2 separate regions of the Gossypium hirsutum genome follow, and region 2 is linked to region 1. The links are chromatin contacts, called in public Hi-C maps. All regions are on one chromosome and are shown on one strand. The core of a region is the stretch at or near the end of the contact, and the rest is flanking DNA. Distances in the headings are between cores, read along the strand shown.

Region 1 (6,360 bases), core at 2,090-4,589:
CTACAAATTAGGAAATTAAGGGTAAGGGAAAATTATAATTATAGAAAGAAGAATCAAAGAGAATCAAACACGGCATATCATATCTTCTTTTTTCCTCGGTGGTTTCCTCCACTTCTCACACGTGCCATTTGCTTAAATTGATACGTGTCTTCCCAGGATTCTATCAATTTCCCAGCTACATCAAATTCTACATCGGTTTTTGAACCCATCCTTCAAAGCTTTTCATCACCGAATTGGGCAAATCTCGTACACAAAGCATAGCCGAAGCAGCTGATTTTAACATTCAAGCTTTCCTCACGTTTCCATTAGATCAGTGTTCGGAGGTAGTCTGAAAGGGCTTTTTAAGGATAAGGCTGCGTTTGGATTCGATTTTTTTTATTCCTTCCAAAAAGAACGTCCCGGAAACACTCATCAATTACAGATCTAGTCATCTCCAAAAACCATTCAATCCCCGATCAAACTATCAACAGTCATGGCCACTCCTGGGGTTCTTCAAAGAGAAACCGACCTTCTCTTATCATCTCCCTTGATTGAGCTTCGTAAAGGTAATTTTTTAAAAATATTTGTGTGTTCTTTTTTTTGTTCCATTTTTTTGTGTTGTTGATGGAATGAACCCAGATCGATTTTAACCTTTTTAGCGTTAGTTATTGTGTGTTATTATGTGGATAAAACTACGCCATTTCTGTGAAAAAAATTCAAATCTTTCCCTTCTGGGAAAATTAAGTGATGTTTGTTTTAACTTTTTCGGCAGGAGAAAATGGAAAATCTCGTGGGCTCTCGATTGAGAAGAAGATTGAGCTTCTCGAGAGCTTGACTGGAAAAGTAACGTTCTTTATCACTTGCGAATGGGTCCATTTTTAGAACAATTTCCACTCTGATCTTATTGATTATAGGATCCATTTTAGTGATGATAGGTGTTGTATTGATTTAACTTTTTCTTTGTTTGCAAATTTCTTGCGTATTTGAAATTTTAACTCTTTAAGACTATTTTTGGACTAGTTCATTTATGAATTCTATTGAGTTAATGGTTTCATTGCTGTATTTGTTTGGGATATTTCTCGAATAAGCTGTTCGTTCCCTGAAATGCTTGCTTATTTGCCTCAGGTTACAAACCGACGTTCTAGAAGATGGTTAAATGATAGATTGTTGATGGAACTTGTTCCTCGCTTGAATGCAGAAGAAGTAAGAGGCCTTTTTGCTCCACCACCATGGGGTAATGACATGTCCTGCTGGATATCCCTCAGTTCACCGTATGCACTTTTTAGTAACTGCATTCATGAGTATAATAACCGTGTAACATCAGCCATGGGCAATGTGTATTAATTGATGCTCTATACGTGCCTTTAGCTATTAAGAGTGTGCAACTTTAACATGATAATAGTGGAAGGGATGAGAACATTGTTGTTGTGTGGCATACTTGTGGTCTTGGTCGCTTTGTGTCCCATTATACTTTTGAATGATTTGTTTCAAAGGAATATAATCAGCCCCTATTTGCAAATTCATTCACAGGTGATGATGTGCCGCCATCAGCATTTTGCATGACGAATGTGGGAGAATGGGACAAATTTAGGACTATAGATATGGATAAAGAGGTCATTTTACTTCCCTTGTTCGTCAAAACTTTTTCAATGTTATAAAAAGATTTTGTAATTGAAGAAGATAACCTTAAGCAAATTCAGAATAGGAAAACTATTGGTAAGTGTATAAGGAGGAAGATATTATATCTGATTTTGTAATTGAAGATGATAACCTTAAGCAAATTCTAGAATAGGAAAACTATTGTGGATACATGCTCACATTATTGTATATTCCTTTATGTTAGGCTAATATTATTGGCGCCTTAAATAATTCATCTATGAAGAAGAAATTTCATGCTGACGCTGATAAGGCAGCTTTCTTGAGTGCATGGCGAAGAGTTGATTGCCGAACAAGAGAAGCACTTCGCCGTAGCTTTCTTTCAGATCTTATTGCGAGCTATGAGGTACATGATTTTGCTTTTGATTCTTTGAGAATGGTTATTATTAATAGGTTCTTCTCATGAGCTTTTTCTTCTATTTTGTTTACAAGTTATTCACTATGTTGTTTTCTTTTCTCAAAATCAAGTGCAAGGAGGGTAGGGCTATGCCGGGTTAATGTCGGTATGAGTATGCTATAGATCCCAGCTTAATATTTATGCTATAATAGTATAATTGAAGGGATAAGTAGTGGTTAAGATAGACTTAATGCGATTAGTGTGTTTAGTAGCATACCAGACTCCAGATGTATTCCATGAGAGATGGAATTCATATGCTCAAAAGGCTTGAGAGCAGATTTCTGGTTGAAAATTTTATGTCATTAACTATTTAGATAAGTAAACAGGTAATGTACGAGAGTGAAATATGGTTCAACATAAGACCACTCAAGTTAAATATTCCCATTCTTACTCTTAGGCAACTTGGTAATACCTAAACCCTTTCTCTTTTTTCAGGACTGCATACGGACCTTCATCCAGGAACGTGGACATGGGGATGTCCTTGCTTTACAGGTCCAAGATCCTTTCCATAGATTGTTGCTGCATGGTGTCTGTGAGGTAACCCCTCGATCTTTTCCCTTTTTCTGAACATGCTTGCTTCGTTAAATGCAATGCTGAGTTGGTTACTGATGGAAATTTTTGTTCAGAAAATAGCTCTCTGATTCTTGCTGCAACCAGTGTTGGATTTAATATTGAATATTGATGAATATCTTACACGGTGAAAGTGTAATAATTTCTTCCCTAACATTCGTTAAACAGTTCTACAACGTGGTCTCGGTAACAGTTACACAGTCAAAGGGTGCGGAGTCACTAAAGGTGACGAGGATAAAGAAGAAGAAGACAGGGGTGGTTGAGCTCCCTAATATCACCTTGTCCAATTTCCTGAAAATGTCAAAGGAGGGCATTTGGTAGTTCTAGGGGCAGAAATTCGCCCCCCCCCCCCAATTCATGTTCATAAATAAGATAAGTTTGTGCACAATGCTGCGCTCGATGGAGTAATTTATTTGCGTTTAGTCATCATCTGTATTGTAGCTTTGTGAAGCTAAGGTGCCTGGATTTAATTTATAATTTCTTCCCAGTCAACAGAACAGGTTGATTGCTGGTTTAGGGTTTAGTTAAAGAACATGATGATTCCAAGCTGTTGTATGATATGATGGATCAAAAACTATATTTATATGTTTACTGTTTATTCCAGGCCTATGTGGCCATGTCAATTATAACATCCAACTCTTAAAGTCCATAAAATCATGTTGAACTCGTTCTATAAACTAAACTTGATTTAAGAAGAAAAAATATATGAAATTTTTATATAATTAATTAACAATAAGGCTGTATTTTCATTTTCTCAACTCTAAAAACCTCTCCAATGGAACTTGGGAGCTTTAGCAGATTTTATTTATAAAACAAGAATGGTATATTTAATTTGATACAAGTATTTTTTTATGGACATAGCTTAACTTGACCTAAAGTCTACTTTACAGATTAAAAAATTGAAGAGGAAATTGATTAAAAAAATGAATGGCAATTTGAGGTGGTCTTGTTTAAATTGGCTTTGGCTTTTGACCTTTTTACTTCTTCAGCACCATCATTTATCTCCGTTCAACTCCAAAGTTGAGAAAACTGTGTTCTCTCAAACTCAAATCTTAGTCTGAGCAACATGGCCAAAACACCCATCAAATACTATGTGTTAATATCTCTGTCTCTTATCTTTGCTCGTTTATTTCTGTGCTACTGCTCAACTCAGTCTTATCCCGAAAGAATGAGTTGGGTCAAGTCATAAGCAGGTTGGAATGTTTGATTCTTGAACAGGTTGACGCATTCACCAACTCCGCCTTCAAGGGGAACCCAGCTGCGGTTTGTTTGTTGGAGGAAGAAAGAGATGAGAAATGGATGCAAGCAGTGGCTGCTGAGTTTAATATCTCCGAGACTTGTTACTTGACTCGGATCACCAATTCCACCTCTCCAAACACCAGGTTTCGTCATAGATGGTTTACCCCTGTTGCCGGGGTCACTTCTCTTATTTCCAACACCCTTCACTAATAGATTGGATGTTTGATATGCTCAATTATTCTTGATTAAACCTTAAAGCTCGACTCAAATGTGAAGTGGTAATATAGCAATTGCGACCTGGATATTAATTGTTTACCTCTTTGGCAGGTAAATCTATGTGGTCATGCAACCTTAGCATCTGCTCATACTCTCTTTACAACTGGTTTGGTAAATTCAAACATTATTGAATTTGATACATTATCTGGAATCCTAACTGCTAAAAAGGTTCCAGATGTTTGTCCAACCAATGTCTCCGAGGTTCAGAATGGCGGAGTGAGCGACCACTTTCTGATCGAACTGAATTTTCCTACAGTTCCAGTCACCGACTTCAATTCTGCTGAGGCTTCACTTATATCGAAAGCCTTGAACGATGCTCCACTTATTGATGTTAAGAGAACGACTACCGCAGATGATATCTTTGTAATTCCTCAATAACACTAGTAATTTTTTTTTTGTTTCTTGATTTTCTCTTTTCTCATGCTTGAACAGGATCATTAACATTTCTGGTTTAAGTATCAGCCTTGCCTGGTTATTAGTTAAAATCACTACGTGCTTCTGAGTACATCAATATTCTTTTTTGAGAGAGATTAAAGTTACTTTTAAAATAGAAGTACGATTAAAAATGTGGATTTTATTTGCATAAGCAAAGCCTGAGTTCTCCTATTGCTTTCAATTTTGATTAGCAAGCTATATGCATATATGGTGTTACTGGTTCTCCAAGTGACTGAAATAGGGATAATGTGCTTTTGTTGACACATTTGATACTTTTACGTTTGTTAATGATAGTGTAGTGATAGGGGATTTCTTTTTTCTGTTTACTTGGATACTCTTAGGTTGTGCTCCAATCTGGAAAATCTGTTATCGAAATGGAGCCACGGTTTGACGACATACTGAAATGTCCTGGACGAGGCTTAATTGTTTCAGGGGCTGCCCCTCCAGATTCTGAATTTGATTTTATTAGTCGGTTCTTCTGTCCTAAGTATGGTATTAATGAGGTGAGCCATGGTATCCAACATTTCTTATTTCATCTAAGCAGACAGTTTTTGCTTAACTTATGCTCCATGCCTTTTGTTGAGGATGAAATGTGTCGTATTTATGTCCCTGGAATGAACATTTGACATTAACTATCAAGTTTGTCTGTTGTCTGGAAAAAGTAGTGAAGATGATTACTTGCAAAAATAAGTAAACACTGAGATACATACATATATGTGCTCAATGCATGTATAGCTTTGCCTGCAACATGATTCTCTTTGGCTCGACATTGCTGGATCGTTATGTAGACATGCTAATCTCTCTTTCTCATGTCTATAAGGATCCAGTTTGCGGAAGTGCACATTGTGCCTTGGCACCCTATTGGAGCCAAAAGCTGGGAAAGTTAGATTTTGTTGCGCATGCGGTATTCTTCCCTTACTTTTCCTTTGAACCATCCAACGAAACTGTTGTTGTTATGATATTGATTGTGTTGGTTGCTTCGCACAGGCATCACCTAGAGGAGGAATTGTGAAGATCCATTTAGATGAGCAGAACCACAGAGTGCTTCTGCGAGGAAAAGCTGTTATGGTGATGGAAGGCTCTGTTTTGGTGTAGATTTGGAGTTCAATTTCCCTACCCTGATCCTGGATGAATTGCAGGTTCTAGTGATAGTTACTGCCTCCAACATTTCCCTGCAACTTAAATTATTATGGACTTACGAGGTTTTGGTTTAATGAGGTACTATTTATGTGGATTTGATGTTGGTGTTTTTGAGAAAGGGAAGCAAAGGACATTGAAGCAAAACATGCAGCAATACAAAAAAAAAAAAAAAAAGAAACAAAAAACTGATCTCAACTTCTTTTGTAACATCCCATACTCGGCCTAGACGTCAAGCCGAATATCAAGATGTCACACCACAGTCTCACTAGTTGTTCATCTAGAACATGTTATTTCTCATGCATCTTTCTTTTTTTCAATTAATAATAACATAGCATTATCATGAATTACAAACCATACATTCACTTTTTGTTGATAAACCATACCAAGAATTCATAAAATAGCATAACATAGGTATTAATCATGCATTAGGATCACTTATCAAGTTTTCCAAAAAATATTACATAGGTATCGATACCACCTCTATGGTATTGATATTTTCTTTAAGTGGTATCGATACCACCTGGAAAATCAATACCAAACTAGCATTCTATTTCTCAACAAATTTCAAAACATCGGAAAATATTGTTACCTTTCGCAAGGTATCGATAATTACATCTTGAGTATCAATACTCGGGCTAAGGTATTGATACCAAATTGGTATTTTGACT
Region 2 (7,139 bases), core at 2,060-4,559, 190 kb before region 1:
ATATTCGTGAATGAGAATTCATACTTCACATATGGAGAGAAACATTAAAAAAGGGAGTACAAGTCTAGACCTAGGCATTCTCCTGATGGAAACAGCACTGACTGGAGTCTCGGTCTCTGGTCGTACCGTGAGAAGACTTTTCACCTAAACCTCATAACAAAGGAAAATTCATATGAATTTCTGGACAGAAAACATAGCTTCATATTGAACTGGCAACCATTAATAAGAAGCTTTCAACATAAAGAAAACAATTGGAAAGCCAATGGGTAACTGAACACACCAGTAACAACCCGATGATATTTTTTGGATTCCCAGCATAGACAGGGATACGACTATGACCTCGTGCAAGAATTTTGCCAATTGATTCCCTGCAACAAAGACAGATAAAATCTTTTTATAACCTAACTTAAAGAACATGGATGATCCTTTTAAGGTCAATCATGTTCAAGTAGTACAGTGTCATGCTCCACATCAGGAAGGCTCTTAAGCTATGCCTATAAGTGTGATATTCCAAATTCTAGATGAACAAGAAAATTTCTCCACCTATCACAAAATCCATCACTCATCTGAAAATTCATTTCCATGTAAACTCTCATTAAACTTCTGAAAAGCATAGTTTGTATCTGACCACTATAAAATACAAATTAAATTCAACCCTTTCCTCAAAATCGCAGTTAGAAGGTTTCTCAATTTTTTTTCCCAGAATAACAAAACTATTTGTATCCCCTCTAATTTGTTTCAATGGCAAGATGAAGAAGCCCATCCAGCTGAAACTCACCAATCCAATTTCGAATTAACATCCAAGGAAAATGTTGATTCAATGGGTGTCATAGCCTCCTCTGCAGTCTGCATGTCCAAGAAACATCATGATTGCAACCATTTTACAAAAGACAGTTGCAATATCAGCTTTAAAGCTATCTAAAAGTGGAAAATTGGAAATAAAACTAATAGACGTCAAAAAGACCAAGCACTTCAAAAAGGGAGAGAGAGAGAGAGAGGAAGCAGCTTTACATCCCTTAGAAGATTATCACAACCTAGCAGATTAAAACCTAAGCATTCTGGAAACTATATCTTCAATTCAAATAAAAAAAATAAGAACCAGAGCCATAGTTCTGGGATGTTTCCAAAACATTAAAGGCAGCAGTTCACCGTCCAAATATAAGATCATGAGGTGTATGCTTCGAATCTATATAATACTGAAACAACATATCTTACCATTTGACTATTAGAACTAATTAAGTTTAATGAGAGCGTTTGTATGTTTATAAAACTGCTTTTGTGTAGATATGGTCCAGATTTGAGTACAATTTTTCATTGTGTATTGTCAAAACAAATATTCATCTTCCAGAAAATGAAACATCTTAATACTGGAAGTATCTGTCATAGATAGAAATGTAAAGACAAAGGTGATTTTTACTCATGAAATACTATTCCAATAATAGCATTTACCTTTTCAGTTAAATCCAGTGCACCACTAATGATGGTTGTCTCATCATGTGTTAGTTCACCACCTTTGCCAGCCTATTAAGGACAGAAATGACAAGCCACCAAATACTTAACTTGGTTAAGCAATATTATCTAGTCTGGTTTAAGCAGTTACCTCTTGGCTGTGGATGGAGACTAGGGCTTTTAACTGAGCCCGTCTAAACAAAGCATCACTATGGCCAAGCACAGCATCCAGAACCTGAAGCCATACCAATGAATGTAGGAGTACAATTAGAAAAGCACATTTCAGAAGTTTGTGGTATTAAAACCTCTAACAGAAGTTAATATCCAAGAAAACCACAGCTCTCAAGAAATATCATATATCTAAGGTTATTACAATTTCCAAATTGTACGATTGTCTGAATGGAGTCAAAAAGTATCAAGACTTGGTCATCATATACCCAAGGTGCCAAGGCACATTGAGCATTACTCAATACATCAGAAGTTGTTTCTTTGCTCAATGCAAAACCTCCTAAAAGACCCACTAATACTTTGACTCTTATTGAACTAAATGCCTTTGAATAACCAAAAACAAAAGCTTGCTATGTGATATACGTAGAACAAACTACAAACACAAAAGGAAACTACCCGTTTGTCTAAATAGTGCTAGTGTATTCACAATTTTTAACCCAGGAATTTCAACAGGACACTACCTTTCCAATAGGGTAAGCGATGGGATAACAAATTATCATCAGAATACGCACGAGCCACACAAAATTTGCACCAACAGAGAGTCCATATCTTGAACATATCGCTTGTGGAATAATCTGATCCAAAACAGGGATTACATTTCGAAAGGCTTAAATAGCTGAGATTGAAACAACAAAAAACACAATATATAAGACCTCTCCAAAAGCCAGAACAAAAGTAACAGACAGCAACACTGCAACAAAGGGGTGAAAAATTTTATCAAGGGTTATAGGAAGAGCCTGCAAAAACACAAATCAAGAGTATAAGGAAAATTCAAGGAAATGCAGTAGCTTCTTAAATACAAATATATATATATGGCCATTAAAACCGTTAATAATTTTAATAACAACATGTAAATGCTCACCTCCATGGCACAAGCGTTACAGAGAAGCAGAGTTACAAGAAGCTGATGCTGCTTTTTAAGAACTGGTAAGATAACAGCTGCAGACATATAATTATGTAAATAAATGATAATCATAGGGGACAAAAGAAGGGCAAAAAAAAAACAGGGTTTTTTTCTCTAGTGTATGATATCAGAATTCTATAAATTGAAACAGTAAACTCAGCATATTTAATTACTTGGAACTGTTACTAATTGTACTGTTACCATTGACTAGTAAAAGAAAAGGGGAAAATCGAAATGGGAATTTAGTAATTTACCAGCTTGCTTCTTCTCGGTGATAGTGCCGCTTCTCTGAAGAATTTCGAGGTCAACGAGGCCCAGAGACATCAAGCCCAAGGTAAGGCCGGACATTATGCCGGCGAAGAGCACAAGCAAGCAGGAAACTCCCGCAAAGACGAACCACTCAAAAGAGCCGAAAGGGATGTCATCAGGTTCGAAGACGATGTGGTTGGATGACGACGCCATGATTATACGAGCTCCGGCTATGGCGTTCCCCAACAACATTTCCTAATCAGTCTAGTGGGAGGTTGTTGGGGGGTTTGGTCGGTATGGTGCGGTGCAACGCGTGCGAAGGAGAAAAGGACAACGCTTGTGATTTGTGAATAGAAGCCGAAGAAGTGGACAGCAGTCAAATCATATAGTTGAGCTTGGGCTCTCTACGATGAAAAATCTTCCGTCTCCATCTCCATTTTCTTTCACCCACTATTTAACTGCGTGAACCAAATGAAATGTAGACATGCCGCCTACGTTACATGTTGATTTTCCACCAAAAATTCATGCTGTTTTGTTTGCAAAAGCCCATGTCAGGTTAATGGTGGGTCATACTCCAATCCAATATTATCTTATGGGTTGGCCCAAATGCTGCCTTGGGAACAACATTCTCTTCTGCTTATTCTACCAGGACTAGTTGTACAAGGTACAATAATAAATAAAGAGTTTTTGCCGGGTGAAATGAATGATTCTACCAACCTCACATGCTATTTTTTCTTTTTCTTAAAGAAGAATCACACCAGTAAACCAGAAACAAATAAATATCCTTCCATAGCAGTTGCCATGGGAGAGTTGGCTTGGTTCCCATAGTAAGGCTTTGGTGAGCAATGTAGTCGGATCTCCTTCGCGAAGAATGTGCACCACTGTCGCTTGAAGCTCACATGCGAATGAGATAAACAACAAACTTTACCGTTCTCTCTTGAAGCTTGAGAGCCTCACTTCTTGAGTACAAATCTGTACGTAGAAGTCGGTGCGGGGCTACAGTGCAGGCAAAAGCTTTGATCTTAAGATATAAAAGTATTCATTTAAGCGAGGATTTTCAAAATTCATTAGCTAATTTCCCTTTTTTTTAAATCATTTGTAATCTCAATAACCAATTTCATTAGCTAAATTCCCATTATTAAATAAAAGCTTAAACTTCAAAATTCATTATTATTTAATTTTTTTATATATTTTTTAAATTTATTTTATTAAAACCATTTATAATATTTTTTACAAAAATAATGATAGGGATGTTGAATATTTTTATATTATTTATTTTTAATATAATTATTCTTCTTTTATAATTTATAAAATTTTAATAACTTAATTTTTCTTAAACCAATTACCTAGCAATTACAAATGAATTGATGAATTGTTAACATTTGGAAAATATCAACAATATTAAAATTCTTCCAAACATATTCTCAGTTTTTTTTTAAGTTATAAAAATTTAAGTTAATCTAATGATAAAATTACAATTTCACCTCCTAAACTTTAAAATTCAATTTTGATCCTTCCGAAAAGGAAAAATTTTGACATCCCTTGCTTGATGTTGCAACTCCTATATACTGTCTTCAAGGTCGCGACACCACACCATAGGAGTCATGACTCTAGCATAAAACAATTTGTAAATTTTACTTTTTAGCCCTCCAATGGTCACGAATTATCAAAAAAGCTTTTGTAAGCTTGGATAAGCCCTGGAGTAGATTATATATATATATATATAATATGATGATGTAATGAACATATTAGTGAATATAAAGCATTGAATTGATAGATATTGTGATTGTAATTACTTTGAAAACAACTGTGACATCCTGTAACTCAGACTCAACGATCAAATTAAGTATTATGTGTTACATTTAGTAATTTGATCCCTTGTAAATATTTAATACATATATAATTTAATCCATCCTAAACAAAGTAAAACTAATTCTTATCTATTACATTCCAACCAACCAATCAAACTAAAAAAACCACTTTTATTTTAAGGAACATAATATTTATTATATCTCTATCTTATTCCCACCAAATTCATTTTTTATTCATGCTCTATTTCATTTACTGAATTAAACCTAAATTTCCTATATACATATTTTAGTACATATATATTTCTTACATTATTCAAATGAAAGACTGGGAAAAAGTGAATTTTGCCCTGACCCCACTTCAGAATTTTGTAAAAAATATTTACCTTCCATTTGCAATAATAATAATAATAACAATAATAATAATAATCTAAACCCACAAACTCAGATTTTTTTTTTGCCATCCCTATTAGGAATTGCAATGGATCCAATATCTTTTTTTTTCTTGGAGAATCTATAAATTTGTCTAAAAAATACTTGTCCTTTTTGGAGTATCTATAAATTTATCTAAAAATTTGAATCCATTAATTATTCATGTATTATTCTCCGAGTATGAATTAAATATTATTATTCATTAAATATTAAAATTTGCGAGAAATTTGAATTTAACAATTTCAATCATATGTCGAATATCCAAATTCACAAAAACTCGAATTCAAATTCATGAAATAATATAAAATTAAACAAAAAAATTAATTTTAAATAATTTTTTTATTCATAATTAATAATAAATAAATGTCAATTAATAAAATTAGTTAAATAATAATTCAAACAAATCCAACATAACAATCCCACAACAACTTAAATATAAAAATTCCAAACAAATTAAAAGTTTGATGACAATCCCAAATAACTTAATTACTTACCCCTAATCATATAAGGCTAATTGTTTAAGGTTACGTATCATTAATGTAAAAATGTACATTATAATATCATAATTGTATATAAGATTACATATCATTAATAATCAACCCCAATTATATAATGCTAAAAAAGTTAGTTACACATTTCGGGTTGATGCTTACATATCATTAATGTGAAAATGTACATTACATTAACATAGTTGTATATAAAGATACATAAAATTAATAATTTACCTTAATTATATAATGTGAATTGTATATGTTATAATCTACCACAAAATTAGTTACACATTTAATGATTAGGTTGCGTATCATTAATAAAGGAATGCACACCATAATATCATAATTGTATAATAATTATTACACATTCGTAATTTAATTGTATAATAATTGATCTATTATATAGAGTTAAATGTTATGTATATTTTTTATAATATAATACCTACTAAATATAATTATGTGAAATAAATTCATATTATAATATATTTTTGAATTACATAAATATTATTTTATTTTTTGTTTAAAATAAGTAAACTAATTGAGTTGATCAAATAATAAAGGGGATAAACACAAATTTAAATATTTAGATTATCTCATCTCATTGTTCGATTAAGTTTATACAATACAAAAGAATATGATTTAAGAGAAGTCAACAAGATTTAAAAAAAAATGTTAAAAGATATATTTTTTAATAAAAATTATTATATATAATTTTATAATTAATTACTATGATTATTTTTTGAAAATATTTTTATTATGTTTTAATATGTTATTTCTTAATTTATGTAAACAGTAATTAATGTTTAAGGCAAGTATTGATAGTTAAAACATGACTTTAACCCGTAGATTCAATCGGAATCCAATTCGATGGCATTTAATTTGCATCCATTTCAAATTTGCAATATCTGAATTGACAATGTTTACATAAACATTAAAAATGAAAAGGTTAAAATATGTCATAATTCTTTGTACTCTTCAAAAATTTAGAATTTAATCATTGTACTTTTATTTATAAAAATTTAGTCATTCTATTTTTCAAATTTCAAATCTATTTATTAACACTGTTAAATTTGAAATTAATAAAAAAACCTCACTTGATAGTAATGTAATTTAAAAGATGACGTTGTAATAAATTTGAATTTAATAATTGGACTTAAATTTTAAAATCTAAAAAGTAAAAAAACTAAAATTTTAAAAATAAAAGTAAAATAACTAAATTTCAAATTTAAGACGAAATGAAAAATTCATTCGACGACAAATCCAACTATTGGTGCTTAGACCCAGAAATTCGGCCTGCCTAACCTACGGGGCCTAGGAAGGCCCAAATAGACACAAGACAAGCATGGGAGAAGTTGAGATACAGTTGGGTGAGATGATTACTTAGACCCCAAGGTCCTGTAATGAAAATTTAGGTTTCCAAAGTTAGCATCATAGATCCTCTGGATAGCCCCCCGTAAGTATGTCGACCACCACTAGTTTCTGTCTTCTACTAAACAGAAAGAAAAACAAAAATAGTTCCAATTTCCCACTTCTTGGCATCCATCTGTGGTGCCAGATGCAATGCAGCCCCCTTAATTG

The links. Hi-C and Micro-C count contacts between places; a contact is called where the count stands out from the background.
Region 2: a contact with region 1 is called in a Hi-C map of leaf, with 5 times the contacts expected there. The contact joins the promoter of LOC107914479 here to the promoter of LOC107908100 in region 1. A contact is called at or near these places in 18 of 34 Hi-C or Micro-C datasets (anther, callus, hypocotyl and 3 more).

Annotation. Positions count from the first base shown.
Region 1 is chrD08:10,604,630-10,610,989 of Gossypium_hirsutum_v2.1, reverse strand. It overlaps LOC107908100, which reads left to right and starts at 3,339. Exons shown (of 4, transcript XM_041099830.1): 1 at 3,339-4,018; 2 at 4,169-4,480; 3 at 4,894-5,055; 4 at 5,540-6,046. The coding sequence starts at 3,902. The coding sequence ends at 5,647. It overlaps LOC107914499, which reads left to right and starts at 71. Exons shown (of 7, transcript XM_041099832.1): 1 at 71-545; 2 at 752-822; 3 at 1,105-1,213; 4 at 1,510-1,592; 5 at 1,823-1,981; 6 at 2,468-2,569; 7 at 2,659-3,225. The coding sequence starts at 473. The coding sequence ends at 2,673.
Region 2 is chrD08:10,792,621-10,799,759 of Gossypium_hirsutum_v2.1, reverse strand. LOC107914479 (DUF21 domain-containing protein At4g14240) reads right to left here and starts at 3,309. Exons shown (of 13, transcript XM_016843406.2): 1 at 2,836-3,309; 2 at 2,540-2,616; 3 at 2,331-2,414; 4 at 2,139-2,252; 5 at 1,601-1,684; 6 at 1,450-1,521; 7 at 779-846; 8 at 281-368; 9 at 71-144. The coding sequence starts at 3,082.